2 separate regions of the Bos taurus genome follow, and region 2 is linked to region 1. A link is a contact called in public Hi-C data. All regions are on one chromosome and are shown on one strand. Each heading gives the region's core, a stretch centred on a gene start, on an enhancer-like site or on the middle of the called end of the contact. The rest is flanking DNA. Distances are from core to core; before and after follow the strand shown. Region 1 has its middle 63 kb from the start of PSMD12. Region 2 overlaps METRNL (meteorin like, glial cell differentiation regulator).

Region 1 (6,470 bases), core at 1,967-4,466:
CTCGGGGGCTGAGGCGGACCGTGTCGCGTAGCAATCGGTGAACCCCCTCTGATTCCGGGACTGGTGCAGTCAATGGGGGTCAGAACTGCAATGAGGAGGCAGGGAGGTCCCCGAGTGTGTCCTTTGTGAGTCCAGAAACCTGAGTCCCCCGAGCAAAAAAGCACTTCAGACCAGTGAGTCAGGACCACTCTGGACTGGTTAGGGCTCTCCCCCACAACCACCTGTGTCTCTCTCTATGTGTATGTGTGTGTGTGTGTGTACTCACACGTGTGTGATTGTCTGCAGGACTCTCTCAGTATATATAGGACAGTGGGCTTTGAGAACTGGGCGTCCGGTGCTCTGCTGGCTGGCGTGGGCCCCGGCCTCTGGCACTGGCCACTCAGCCCCTCACCTGGGCTTGCTGACACGTCATCAGCTCCCTCTTGGAACCGACTGCATGCTCTGGCCTTCATCTAGCATTTCCCCTCTCCAGAAGCCCATGGATCCCCCACAGCCTCACTGTTCATGCATCGAACCCCGAGAAGGGCCTGAGTCCCCCTCGCCTGCTCACAGGGGAAGTTGCAGGGGCCCAGGTCCTGGCTCCTGCTGTCATGGGGCAGGGGTGGGAGGTTGTTTCAGGCTGGCTGAGCAGGTTATGTAACTGCACACACGTGGGTTTACTTTGGCTGCCTTAAAGCCCTACACACTCTAAATGCCCGCCCTCCTCCAGCCATCAGAGTCCCCCATCCCCCACCCTGCGCTGGCTCAGCGAGTGTGCTCAGCTGTGGCCAGATGCCTCCACTTGGCTGTGACCTCCTGTCAGCTGAGCAAGGGTCCCTGGGGAGTCTTGGCAGCCTTGGGTGTGCAGATGCCTTGCAGTGAGGGCTGAGAACTGGGGTACACGAATATCTCTTGGCTCTGCCTGCCTTCCCTGCCTGGTGCACCCACAGCTAACTTGTGCCTCTTTACTATCCAGTGGAGGTCCCTCTAGGGCTTCCCAGGCGGTGCTAGTGGTAAAGAACCTGGCTGGAGACATAAGAGACGTGGGTTCAATCCCTGGGTCGGGAAGATCCCCTGGAAGAGGGCATGGCAACCCACTCCAATATTCTTGCCTGGAGAATCCCCATGGACAGAGGAGCCTGGTGGACTACAGTCCAAAGGGTCACAAAAAGTCAGACATGACTGAAGTGACTTAACATTCACAGGGGTCTCTCTACTGATCTCAAATGTGTCTACTGCTCTCGCTATTCTCTGCCAATTGCACTGACCATTTGGCATCCTATCACCCACCATTCCACTCCTTCCATCTCTGCAATGGCTTCCTTCTCCATGGCATGGTGTCAGCCAAACAAAGCCCACAGAGGATCTGGTGATTGATAACATACTGGTGTCCTCCACATCCAGATACTTGCATTTCATAGGAAATGTTAGCAACACATCTCAGCCAAAGGAATGAATCTCTAATGGTAAAATACCAGCCGGTGAGAGGAGATATTTTTTAATAGAGGCCCTTTCATTGAGGCTATCAAATTTTACATCGACCCAGGCTGGGCTCCACATCCAGGGAGAATTTTATTTACAGAGCACTTGGTCTGGCAATGCAAGTGAGTAAAGTCTTCACTGGCTGGACAGGGACATGAAGGCTGAGGATGCTCCTGCCAAGTGGCATCTGCTTCTATATTTAGGGGAGATCTCATCTGCAATCACATTCAGGGAGGAATCTGCTACTGACACTAGGGTCTCACCCCGCAGCCTTATTGAAAAATACTCAGTGGCTTTGGTGAGGAAATCGCATGTGGAGGTGATGTAACTACGAGCATCTATGTCCAGGTCACCCACCATCCCCTTGGGCGAGCTCCATGGGTTCTGAACGTCCAGGTGCTGTGGCCATCAGACTTAGGACCTTCGTCACCTCAGCTCTGCTGGAGCCTTTCTGGAAGCTGGTAGAAGGAAGCTCCTTGGCCAAAAGGAGCTTCCTGTCACTCAGGGAGATTGGGCAAGGCATGCAGGGATACTCGGAAGGCGTCTCCGGGACAAAACCTGCTTCTTGAGCTTCATCTGGATGACTTAAGTGGAAATGATTCAGAAACACGTGGATTTCATTTCTTGGAAGCACGTGGTCTGACATTGGAGGAGGTGAGGAGGGTTTGGGCCAAAGAAATTTGGGTTTGGCCCGAGTCAAACATGGGAGAGAGAAATTGGGACAAGTTTTCCAAACCCGTCCGGGTCTGTGCATGGATCCCCCTTAAGGAGGGTGAAGAAGGGGAGCCCCTTTCGCAGTCAACAGCAGTCAGAGCAGTAGTACAAAACGACGTCCCAGGATTGTATTTTCAAGCCCAAAACAGCTCTGTGCGTTCAGCTTCAGAAATTGAGTTTCTGGGATATGGCACCCCATCCAAAGTCTCCAGGAGCTGGGGGTGAAGCCGGGGAAACGTCTCCAGAATGCAGCTGGGCAGGCAGAAACGCCAGCACAGTGTGCTGCTTCCAAAGTGTTTTTATTTTTGGTTTCCTCCACTTCTGGTCCCTTTTTTCTAAATGTATAAGGATGGATGAGGTAGAGGCTTTCCAGCTTCCTCTCTTCTCTTCCTTGGAAGGCTTTTCATTTTTTATTGGAAAAAACTGTTTGACAATAGTCTGAAAAACAACATCCCCCGGCACCCTCCCCCACTCCCCCTGCCCCCTCCCCCGCCCCCCCCACCAGCTCTGCCCGGCACCGGGTGCCGTGTTTGGCAGCCGCCTTCCGTGTTAACGCTCCAGCCCTGGTTCCTCAGTCGACCTCGGTACAGAGGCCAGCGAGCGACTCGGCTGGGAGCAGCACAGACCCGGGTGCCAGACTTGTTATTTTTTTTTTGTCAGCGTGGTGGAAAACATTTGCTTTCTGGGAGGTGACCCTGCTTTCGAGAGCCAATCTTTGGAGAATACAGGACAGGAAAGCTGGTTTTGGTTCTGAGGCCCAGACAGGCCTGAGTCCTTTGCAGCCTGAGGCTCCATCTGGGTCAGGAGTCTCAAGGGGCTTGAGTTATTCCAGAAGATTCCCTCTCCCCTGTGAGGGCCATGTCCAGCTGTCCACTGTCGGTAAAGTGCAAGTCTGCGCTGACTGCCCCACGCACACCCTGCAAGCCGCTGCCTGGCATGGCTCCCTCCCTGAGCATGGGATCGGGGCAAAGGATCAGGACCCGCTTTGGTGCCTGGCTGTGGGCAAAAGGACGGAGGGAAGCAACATTCCAATGCAAAGCCGGCTTTCCCAGTGGTGTTCACGTGGAGCAGATTGCTCCAAAGCTTGGCCGGAACGCCAGAGGTCAGACGGGGTGCACCCTGGCTGTCTGCCCAGTGGCGGGTTGCGGGGGGTGTCTTCTTGACACCCAGCTCTCCCCAGACTCCCCAGGGAAGGTGGGGGCACAGACCCTGGTGTGGGCCACAAGGCAGGCCACTAGCCTGCTGGGCAGGTCACCAAGGCTGCAGAGTCAGAATGAAAACTGAAGTGCTTGGTCCAGCTGCTCACATGACATCAGGTAGAACATTCTAAAGTGGTTTCACTGAATTTAACCTTTTGAACCTTTCAGTGAAAACAAAAGCCCCTTTCACGACATCAAAAATTGAATTCAGTAAACACTGATCTCTCCTGTAGACGATTCACATGAAGTGACCAGAGTGGCCCTGTAGATCCTGGCATTTGCCGTTAGTTTGGGAGACTGATGAGTCAAGTCCCATGGAAAAAGGACAAGAATTGAGAAGTGCAGAGCCACAGCAGAGAGCCGGTGTCTGAACCCTGCCTCCCTCACTGACTAGAGAACTTGGAGCAGGGGCTTAGCCCCTCTGAGCCTCATCTCCTCATCAGCAAGGCACGCTTGGAAACAGTGCCTATTTCATTTATTCTTGGGGATCACACTGGGTGCTTGTGGAAGTGTTGCTACAAAACCCACTGGCCAACACAGATTGGGACAGGCATTTAAAGTTCTAAAATCTATTAGGGACTAATATCTTGAATGTACAAGAAATCTCTTACAAGGAAAAGATGAGAACCACGACAGAAAGTGGGCAGTTCAGTTCAGTTCAGTTGTGTCCAGCTCTTTGCGACCCCATGGACTGCAGCACGGTAGGCTTCCCTGTCAATTACCAACTCCCGGAGCCTAATCAAACTCATGTCCATCGAGTCGGTGATGCCATCCAACCATCTCATCCTCTGTCGTCCCCTTTTCCTCCTGCCTTCCATCTTTTCAAATGAGTCAGTTCTTCGCATCAGGTGGCCAAAGTATTGGAGTTTCAGCTTCAGCATCAGTCCTTCCAATGAATATTCAGGACTGATTTCCTTTAGGATGGACTGGTTTGATCTCCTTGCAGCCCAAGAAACTCTCAAGAGTCTTCTCTAACACCACAGTTCAAAAGCATCAATTCTTAGGCACTTAGCTTTCTTTATAGTCCAACTCTCACATCCCTACATGACTACCGGAAAAACCGTAGTTTTGACTAGACGGACCTTTGTTGGCAAAGTAATGTCTCTGCTTTTAATACACTGTCTAGGTTGGTCATAACTTTTCTTCCAAGGAGCAAGCGTCTTTTAATTCCATGGCTGCAGTCACCATCTGCAGTGATTTTGGAGACCCCAAAACATAATAGATCCCCTGTAGACCACCAGGCTCCTCTGTCCATGGAATTCTCCAGGCAAGAATACTGGAGTGGGTTGCCATTTCCTCCTCCAGGGGATCTTCCCAACCCAGGGATCAAACACATCTCCTGAGCCTCTGGCCTTGGCAGATAGATTCTTTACCACTGAGCCATCTGGGAAGCCCTTGCAAGTATAATGTATTAAAGGTTAGAAAAATTGCCTTTGTGCTGGAGAGAAGAGTGGAGGTGGGATTGAAATGCATATAGGGTGGAGAGGCCAACTCAGACCACCTTGACCTAGAACTGTCGACAAGGAGCTCAGACCCCTTTTGCTTGAAGCTCCCACCTGCTGTGGAGAGAATAGGAAGAAGCCCTTGTCCTAATGCTCATGGCCACCATTGCTCAGCTCATGGCTGAACAGGAAGGAATTCAGAAGGCCCATGTGGCCTGAACAAGGGTCCATTCAGGTGAGGCAGACTGGTCTCTGCCTTCATCCAGGCAGAGATGACCATCCCAGGGCGCACGGGGAGTGTCTGGGAGCCGATGGGATCAGGTTTATCCTTCCAACTGGGGCCAGGACAGCCCACGGCAGAGAGCCTCAGAGCCTGTGGTCTCCTTGAGGTCCAGCCCTGTACACAAACAGGAAGTGATGTGACTGGCTCACGACAGTCCAAGCCCGGCTGGCCTCTGTGTTTACTGAAGTTTCCAGCTTCCACACCCCTCGTGGAGGCCCCCTGGCTAAGCCCTGAGGGAGGGCGTGAGTCCAAAGGGAAGTCACACAGTGAGTGGAGGTGGGGGGAGGGGTGTCTACAATTTGGAGAAGCAAGCCTGGAAAAATGACAGTCCTATTAATGTAAAGACTATCTACTTCTACTTGAATTTGTGATAGTTTAGACGGAAGTATTGTTGTTCAGTCAGTCGTGTTCGACTCTTTGCAGCCCCGTGAACTGCAGCACACCAGGCTTCCCTGTCCTTCACCATCTCCTGGAGCTTGTCCATTGAGTCGGTGATGCCATCCAACCGTCTCATCCTCTGTTGTCCCCTTCTCCTCCTGCCTTTAATCTTTCCCAGCATCAGAGTCTTTTCTAATGAGTCCGCTCTTTGCATCAGATTGGAGTTTATCTTTTGCCATAAGAGGGACACATTTTGCGTAAGAGAAGCAGAAGGATACATTTGCTATGCAAAATGATAAAGTTAAAAAAAAACTTGTGTTGCTGGCATCCAAACTGATTTCAAACCCTATCGGCCAAGCAGGGAGAAGTGTTGGCTGCACTGTGAGCACAGTGACGCTCGGGAAAAGCAGGCTTTGTGTTTCTTCATTCAGATAATTGATGCTGCTGTTGTCACGTAAAGGACGGAACTGGGCTTCTTCAAATGCATCCTGACACAGCCTCTTTCATCATTTCAGCCCCATGTATCTTCGGGGTTTGGTTCCTGGGCCTGCCTGTGCTTTTTCTTACTGTTTGGTTTCCAGTCTCCCCTTTATCCTGGCAAAGCCTCTTGCTGTGAAAACATCAGTGTTGTGTCAAGATGTCCCAGCGCCTTGCCAGGCTTTGGCCAGGGTCCCCCCAATGCCATCATGCGCACGGACAAGCAGAGGCTCTGTGGGCACTGGTCTCACTTCCTTGATATTAATAATACTATTGTCATGGTCTTCATCACCTCTTCTGCTTCCCCTATCACCACCAGGGAGGCTTTTAAGGTGCCTCTGTTGTTCAGGCTGTCTTCTGGGGAATGCCCCCTCTCCATCGCATTCTGAGATTGGTTTTGGTAGTAGTTTTGGTTCACATATGTGGATGTCGAGACTCAGAGAGGTTAAGAAACTTGCTCAGGGCCACACAGCTGTAAAGCGGCAGAGCCAGGACTTGAACCAGATCTGGCTCCAA
Region 2 (6,470 bases), core at 2,149-4,648, 65 kb before region 1:
GGTCCCGCCTGCTAGCTCTCTTGGCACATTGATGGCAGAGGCCCCTGGGTCTAGACAGTTGCCGCTGATAGCAGAGGATTTATAGGATGTTATATGGCCTGCGAGCTGTCGGCGGGAGGGTCTGTGCTCCTCGAGCTTCCACAGGCCCCATCTGACCCCACACCTGGCTCTGTCCTCTCCCTGCAGCCCCGTGCCGCCCTTGCAGCCACACAGAGGTTCTCTTGGCCGTCTGCACCAGCGACTTTGGTGAGTATGCTGAAGGGTCCCACCATGTGGGAGAAATAAACCCCCTGGGGGGAAGAGACTCTCCTGAAGACTGGGCTTGGCCCCCCCTTCCATCACCAATTGCAGGTCATGGGAAAATGCCTTCCTTTCCACTCATTTAGAGTGACCCTAGCCCCAGCCCAAGGGAAGGGACCTGTGTGCAGGGCCGGGCGAGAGTTGGGAATTCCTCTTTAAGGTGGGAATTCCTGTTTGAGGGGATATTGAGCATTTTCCTACTTTGTGCTTGAGCCCAAGTCCTGGTGCCCCACCCACACCCAGGTCCCTTGCAGGCTCCGAAGAGGGAGTTAGAGGCACTGGCGGGGCCAGGGCTGAGGTCAGGGACTCAGCCTCCGCCTGTTTATGACATTGGCACAAACATTCTCGGGTTAAGGGTGGCAACACTCAGTATGAGTTTGCTGGAACTGGCCCAGCGGGACCTGACTCTGCCCTCTAGGCTCCCAGGGCAGTTGGGGAGTGGAAGTGCAACCCCCCTTCTTCTTTCTGGCCCCGCACAGAGGGGATCTGGGGCTGGGCTAAGGGTGCCCAAGCCTGTGCCTGCTCTGTCCTTCTTCCTGTCACGTCCCTCTCCTCCAAGCTTCACCCTTTCTGTCCGATCTTGATGCAGGATCACAGCAGATCTTGGGTATTAACTGCAGTCACTTTTCTTGTTCCAACTTGAAAAGTTGGTGCACAGTGAGGTTTGTACCTTCTGTTTTCCTCCACTTCTGTGACTGGACCTTGAGAGAAGTACATCTTTGCCCCCCGACAGTGTGAGTGGCTGGGCAGCCCCTAGGCAGCCTCTTGGGTGTGGATTGCACTTTCTAATGAGAATTTCTGGAAGGCAGCATTCAGGATCAGTTCCCAGTTTTGCTGCGGGGTGCAGGGTGTGCTCTTGGCTTGGTGAGCACCCTGCTGACCCCCATCTCCTTCCTCTGCAGTCGTCCGAGGCTCCATCCAGAAAGTCACCCACGAGCCGGAGCGGCAGGAGTCGGCCATCCACCTGAACGTGAGCCGGCTCTACCGGCAGAAGAGCAGGGTGTTCCGGCCGGCCCCTGAGGGCGAGGGCGGCGGCTGGCGGGGGCGCGTCTCCACGCTACTGGAGTGCGGCGTCCGGCCTGGGCACGGCGAGTTTCTCTTCACCGGCCACATGCACTTTGGGGAGGCCTGGCTTGGCTGCGCCCCACGCTTCAAGGATTTCCAAAGGATGTACAGGGACGCTGAGGAGAGGGGGCTGAACCCCTGCGAGATGGGCACGGAGTGAGCGCCAGGTGACCGCGGCCGCAGCAGTGGACACTCACACTGTGCTGGATGCCTGGCTCTCCAGCTGGGTAGGCACACGCTGCATGCGGCCCCACAAGGTTCCAGCCAAGGACTCCCTGACAGATTGATCGGAGATGCTGTAACATGCCAACTAAGTTATTATATTTTTTTTAAAAAAGAAATGTCCATAGGAAGCAAACTCCCGTGTCGTAAAATGCCTTTGTGTTTGTTTCATACTGTTTTCTGAGCATCTGAAGTCACTGTGTTTGGCTGGTGTGTTGGGTGAAGTGTGGGGGCCATAGCCCACTGCGGATGCCCGACACCAGGCTTGGGTACTGTTCAAAGTTGTTTCTTATGATGGAAATTTATGGAGCCAGACACCTAATGGTTTTTCATTTTGTTTTTGAATTTTTAAAGGGGGGGCTTTGCCAGCCACCATCATTTTGGGACTGCAGGCTGTTTCCATTCCAGGGAATAAAGACCAGCCTCTGACGGATCAATGGCGCGTCTGTCTTCGGGCCTGGTCAGGGCTGTGTGGCCCTTAGCTGGGGGTCCAGGTCAGATCTTCTCCTGGGGTCAGTGCCCCCCACCGCCAGCCCTGGCGTTAGGGACCTTTCATACTGGACCCAACTCTAAATGAGGCTGTTACCTCCATACTTACAACCCCTGCCTTTCTGGTGGACCAACCCCACCCCCTTCCTGTTAACCCAGATGCTGCCCTTTGACCTCAGCTTCCCCCAAATGCCTGATCCCAGGGCAAGTGTCTAGATACCCAGGGGCTGTTCTGAGCCCCAGATCCTCAAGGATGTCAGTGTCCTACAACTGCCGAAGCAGATGACCACAACCCAGGAGCTTAAATAACAGGTGCTTATTCTCACATGGTTTGAGAGACCGGAAATCCAAAATCAAGGTGTGGGCAGGGGTGCACTCCCTGCAACAGCGCCAGGGGAGACCCCTCCTTGTCTCTTCCAGCTTCTGGTGCTGCCAACAGTCCTTGGTCCTTGATCTGGTGGACACATCACAGTCTCTGTTCTGCTGTCCCTTGGCCTTCTTCCCTCTGAGTATCTCTGTCCACGTGTCCCTCCACTTATACGCCCAACAATTGCTGGACCCAGGCCCACCCTGACCCAGTAAGACCTCATCTTGATCATACCTGCAAAGACTTCATTTCCAAATGAGTTCACATGCACAGGTGCTGGGTAAGATAAGAATCTCAGGAGATACTCTGTTCATCCTGTTAAGGGCTTCACCTTAACAGGTTTTTCATGTAATCAGACCCCAGGCTGTGATTCTTCCCAAGCAACTGCCGAGACGCCAGGGACCTGGGAGAGGCTGACACCGATCAATGAACACCCAGCCAGCTGCACAGAAAACTCAGGCACACCACGAGGAGTGGCTGTCTGCCGGCTCAGGCCTGTGTGGGTCAGCTCAGGTGTGCCCTGGCTCAGGCCTGTGGGCTCCTGCAGGTCGCAACAAGAAGCAGGTGCTCAATACCTGCCCAGCAAGAAGCAGGGTGATGACCTGAAGCAGCAGGTCTGGTGACGGGCACAGGGCCCACTGTGGCTAGTCACTGGGATGTGTTACGCCAGGAGGACGCCTGTAACAGCAGCAGACGTGCCTGGCCCAAGGCGGGGGAGGAGCTGACCCGCTCCTGGGTTCATGCATTGGGTTTTCTGGGCTGGCTGGGCACGCGGATGCTGCAGAACCAGATTGTCGGGCTTTGGGCTGGCGTCCCTCACGTCAGTCAATACAGGGACGCCGGGATCTGCCCCAGGAGGATCCGGGGCCTTGACCCCATGTGCTGATGTCTGGTGGACAGCAGCGTTTCCTCCACGTGAGGCTGAAGCTTTGCAGGAAGTGCCTGGGGGTGGAGGCCTCTTGGCGAGAGGCTGGAGGGAGCGTGTTGGACAGGCTGGGGAGAGGGTGGGGTTTGGCGCTGAGAGTGCGGCCCCGCAGGTGGGTGCCTGGTGCCGGCACGTGGGAGGTTTCTCTCTTTGGCCAAGCAGAGCCCTGGCAGTAGTCCAGGGCCGCTGGGTTTTGGGGAGAGGATGGAAAGGTCACCATTTCTGAAGGGGTGCAGAGCCCCCACCTCCATCCAACCTGTGCCTTCCTGCTGCCCAGGGGCTACTGTGGGGTCTGAGGCCCCCGCATGCACCAGCCCACTCTCTTAACAACCGAACTCCTGCCCCCTCAACACTGTGGAGCCCTGAGGGGAATAGGCACCTGGAGGCTCTATGGAGGGTCCTTATGACTGACCAGTGGCCCTTGGCCCAGTGTCTCTGTCTTGGCTCCGGGCAACCCCCGTCTCTCTGTGGATGGAGAGGCCGGCAGCCCCCTGTGCCTCCATCCAGAGGTTGAAGGGGAGGCGTGGAGGAGCCCTGAGTCCTAGCCCGGGGTCCCCTGGATCCCACCTCCCTCCTGCCAAGTGGTGCCCCCCACCCCCACCCCTCGTGTCCACTCTCTCCCATCTTGCACACTCTGCACCGGTCGGCCAAAGCCCAGGAACCACCCAAGAAACACCTCCTCCTGGCAGACCCTAAATGAGATCCCTACTCTCTTGGCCCCTGTGACACTGGGCATGCTGGTGGGAGCCCCAGGTCCTGGGCTTCCCAATAACATCAAGGTCAGGAAACACCTTCTGAGCCTCTCAGCCACCATGGCGTCTGTGGGCATCAGCTCTCCTGCTTCCTGATGGTGCCCGTATGCTGAGGGTGCTTTCTCCTCCTCTCCAGTCTGTGCTTTCCTAGGACATATATGGGTCCCTGGCCCTCTCCTGCTGCTGGTCTGGGCTTCCTGAAGCCTCAGGCCCCTGCACCCCAATGCAAGGGGACCACCCACCTCTCCCCTGTCCCGACCACCTGAGGAGTCAGGCTGCCCCTGCAACCTCCAGCTGGGGGCTGCTCATCATATGCCCCAGACCTCATTTCCAGCACCATCGGTGCCTGCCCGGAGGAGCCAGGGTGGGATGGACCCCAGGTGTAGGGGCCGTGTGCTCACCAGGGCTTACCCTTGACCCACACCTGCCTGTGTGGTCCACTGGGACCCAGGGAAACCTCCAGACTGCTGCATGTGGGAGTCCCTGTCCTGGCCTCCAGAGGCCAGCTGGCCCCCAGGTGAGGGCCCCTGTGGACATCCCAGGTCAGACTGGATGGCCTGACACATGCACTGTTGCTCTGAGCCTCCTCTTTGCTGGGTGAGAGTGGAGCCTAGAGTCAGATGCACCTGCGGGGCTTCCCTTCCAGCTCCAGCACCAGGAGGCTGCCCCAGAGCTGAGGGACTGTCAATATGTAAACTGACAGATGCTGAATCACACTGAGGTGACCGCTGGTGCGGAGGGAAACAAAGGGCAGAGCTGGGTCTGGGATGCAGTGTGGAGGGGCAGAGGCGGATGAACTGCCGTTTTATCCAAGGTGTTTGAGGTCGGGGTTGAGCCAGGCCTTGAGGAAGCGGGGAGCTGGTGTGTGGGAGGAGCAAACAGGCCTGGGAGGGAGGGGCGGTGGGCGGGAACAGTGATGGAACACCACGTGACCTTTCCCTTTGCTGTCTGTCTCCTGGGCACTGAGGAAACCACTCGGTTTTGGAGGAGGAGCAGGGTCTCCTGGAGACAATTCGTTTCAACTGCCTGCTGGCTGGGCCATGTTTCCACGAATGTGGTCCATATCCTGTCTGTTGTCTTCACCTACTGTGGCGGGGATGGCAGACTAGTGGCTCCCAAAGGTGTCCCATTGGGATCCCTGGAATAATTATCCACATAATCCCTGTTACCTGACATGGCAAAGGGGAGTTAAAGCCACACATGGAACTTAGATTGCTAATCAGATGAGATTATTCTGCTGGGCCTACTGTCATTATGTACATGTGGGCCTCGCTTCAGTTGCATCTGACTCTTTGCGACCCTACAGACTGTAGCCCTCCAGGCTCCTCTGTCCATGGTATTCTCCAGGCAAGAATACTGGAGTGGGTTGCCATGCCCTCCTCCAGGGGATCTCCCCAACCCAGGGATCAAACCTGAGGCTCCTGCAGCTCTTGCATTGCAGGCAGATTCTTTACCGCTGAGCAACCGGGGAAGCCTATTATCATCACAGGGGTCCGTAAAAGAACCCTTCTAAGGAAGAGAGTGAGAAGAGCGAGAACCAGAGAGACATAGTGTGCTGGCTGTGGAGGTGGAGGAGGGTCCTCCAGAGAGAACCAACCCCCGACACTCGAGAGCCAGGGGATCATAACCTTGTGCTGCTTTCTAAGCCACAACAAGTTTGTGGGAATTTTTTGCAACATCTATAGGAGACAAACGCACCCAGGTACCTCCTTAGCTGGGATGAAGGGGGCTTGGCGGGGTCCCCAGGCAGCCTGAGTGCTTGTGAATTCCCCCTAAAATTGTGTGCAGCGTGCCGTGTATGTGCCTGTGTCTGTGTCTTTAGAAAACTGGCCCCCAACTTGTATCTGACTCTCAGAGTTCAGTGATTCTGTGCAGGCGGAAGCCACGGGGCAGGTGTGGTTTTTGATGCAAGGGACATCCCCATACCGTCCATCTCTCTGTCTGTCTCTCCTTCTCTCTCTGCCCTCCACCCCCAATCCCAGGTGCTTCCCTCTTGTCTCCGCCACCCGATGCTACATTGTAACTGGTTGCCTTTGAGCTCACTGCCAGGAGAGTCCAGGTGTGGTTCCAGCACTGCCTGTCCTGAGTCACCTTCTTGCCCCAGGTACCAAGGGTGATGACGGGCCCCGGTGGTCCAGAGACCGCCTACCAGGCCCACCTGCAGCCCCCCTCTGCCCAGCGTCCTGGGCCTCTCTTCCTTGTGGGTGGCCCCTCTCAAGCCCTGCACATGCCTCCTCCCCATTGCTCTCTCCTGTCCTGTCTGCGGACCGCTGCCCCCCTCCGCCCCCTGCCCATCCCATCTTCCCCAGCTTCTCTTCTTCTCTGGCTAGATTTTGAGACCTCACCTGTC

Evidence for each region. Hi-C and Micro-C count contacts between places; a contact is called where the count stands out from the background.
Region 2: a Hi-C map of liver shows a contact between it and region 1, with 3 times the contacts expected there. The contact joins two enhancer-like sites. A contact is called at or near these places in 2 of 11 Hi-C or Micro-C datasets (liver and skeletal muscle).

Annotation. Positions count from the first base shown.
Region 1 is chr19:49,554,502-49,560,971 of ARS-UCD2.0, reverse strand. No RefSeq gene overlaps it. Among named protein-coding and RNA genes, the nearest start is that of PSMD12, 63 kb to the right of the region's middle. Within about 2 kb of position 3,216, at least 15 of the 102 cell types and tissues checked have an H3K27ac peak or open chromatin away from gene starts, as enhancers often do. A contact at or near this core is called in liver, where this site is marked.
Region 2 is chr19:49,620,004-49,626,473 of ARS-UCD2.0, reverse strand. It overlaps METRNL (meteorin like, glial cell differentiation regulator), which reads left to right. Exons shown (of 4, transcript NM_001206050.1): 3 at 187-246; 4 at 1,203-2,022. The coding sequence ends at 1,525. Among named protein-coding and RNA genes, the nearest start is that of METRNL, 16 kb to the left of the region's middle. Within about 2 kb of position 3,398, at least 12 of the 102 cell types and tissues checked have an H3K27ac peak or open chromatin away from gene starts, as enhancers often do. A contact at or near this core is called in liver, where this site is marked.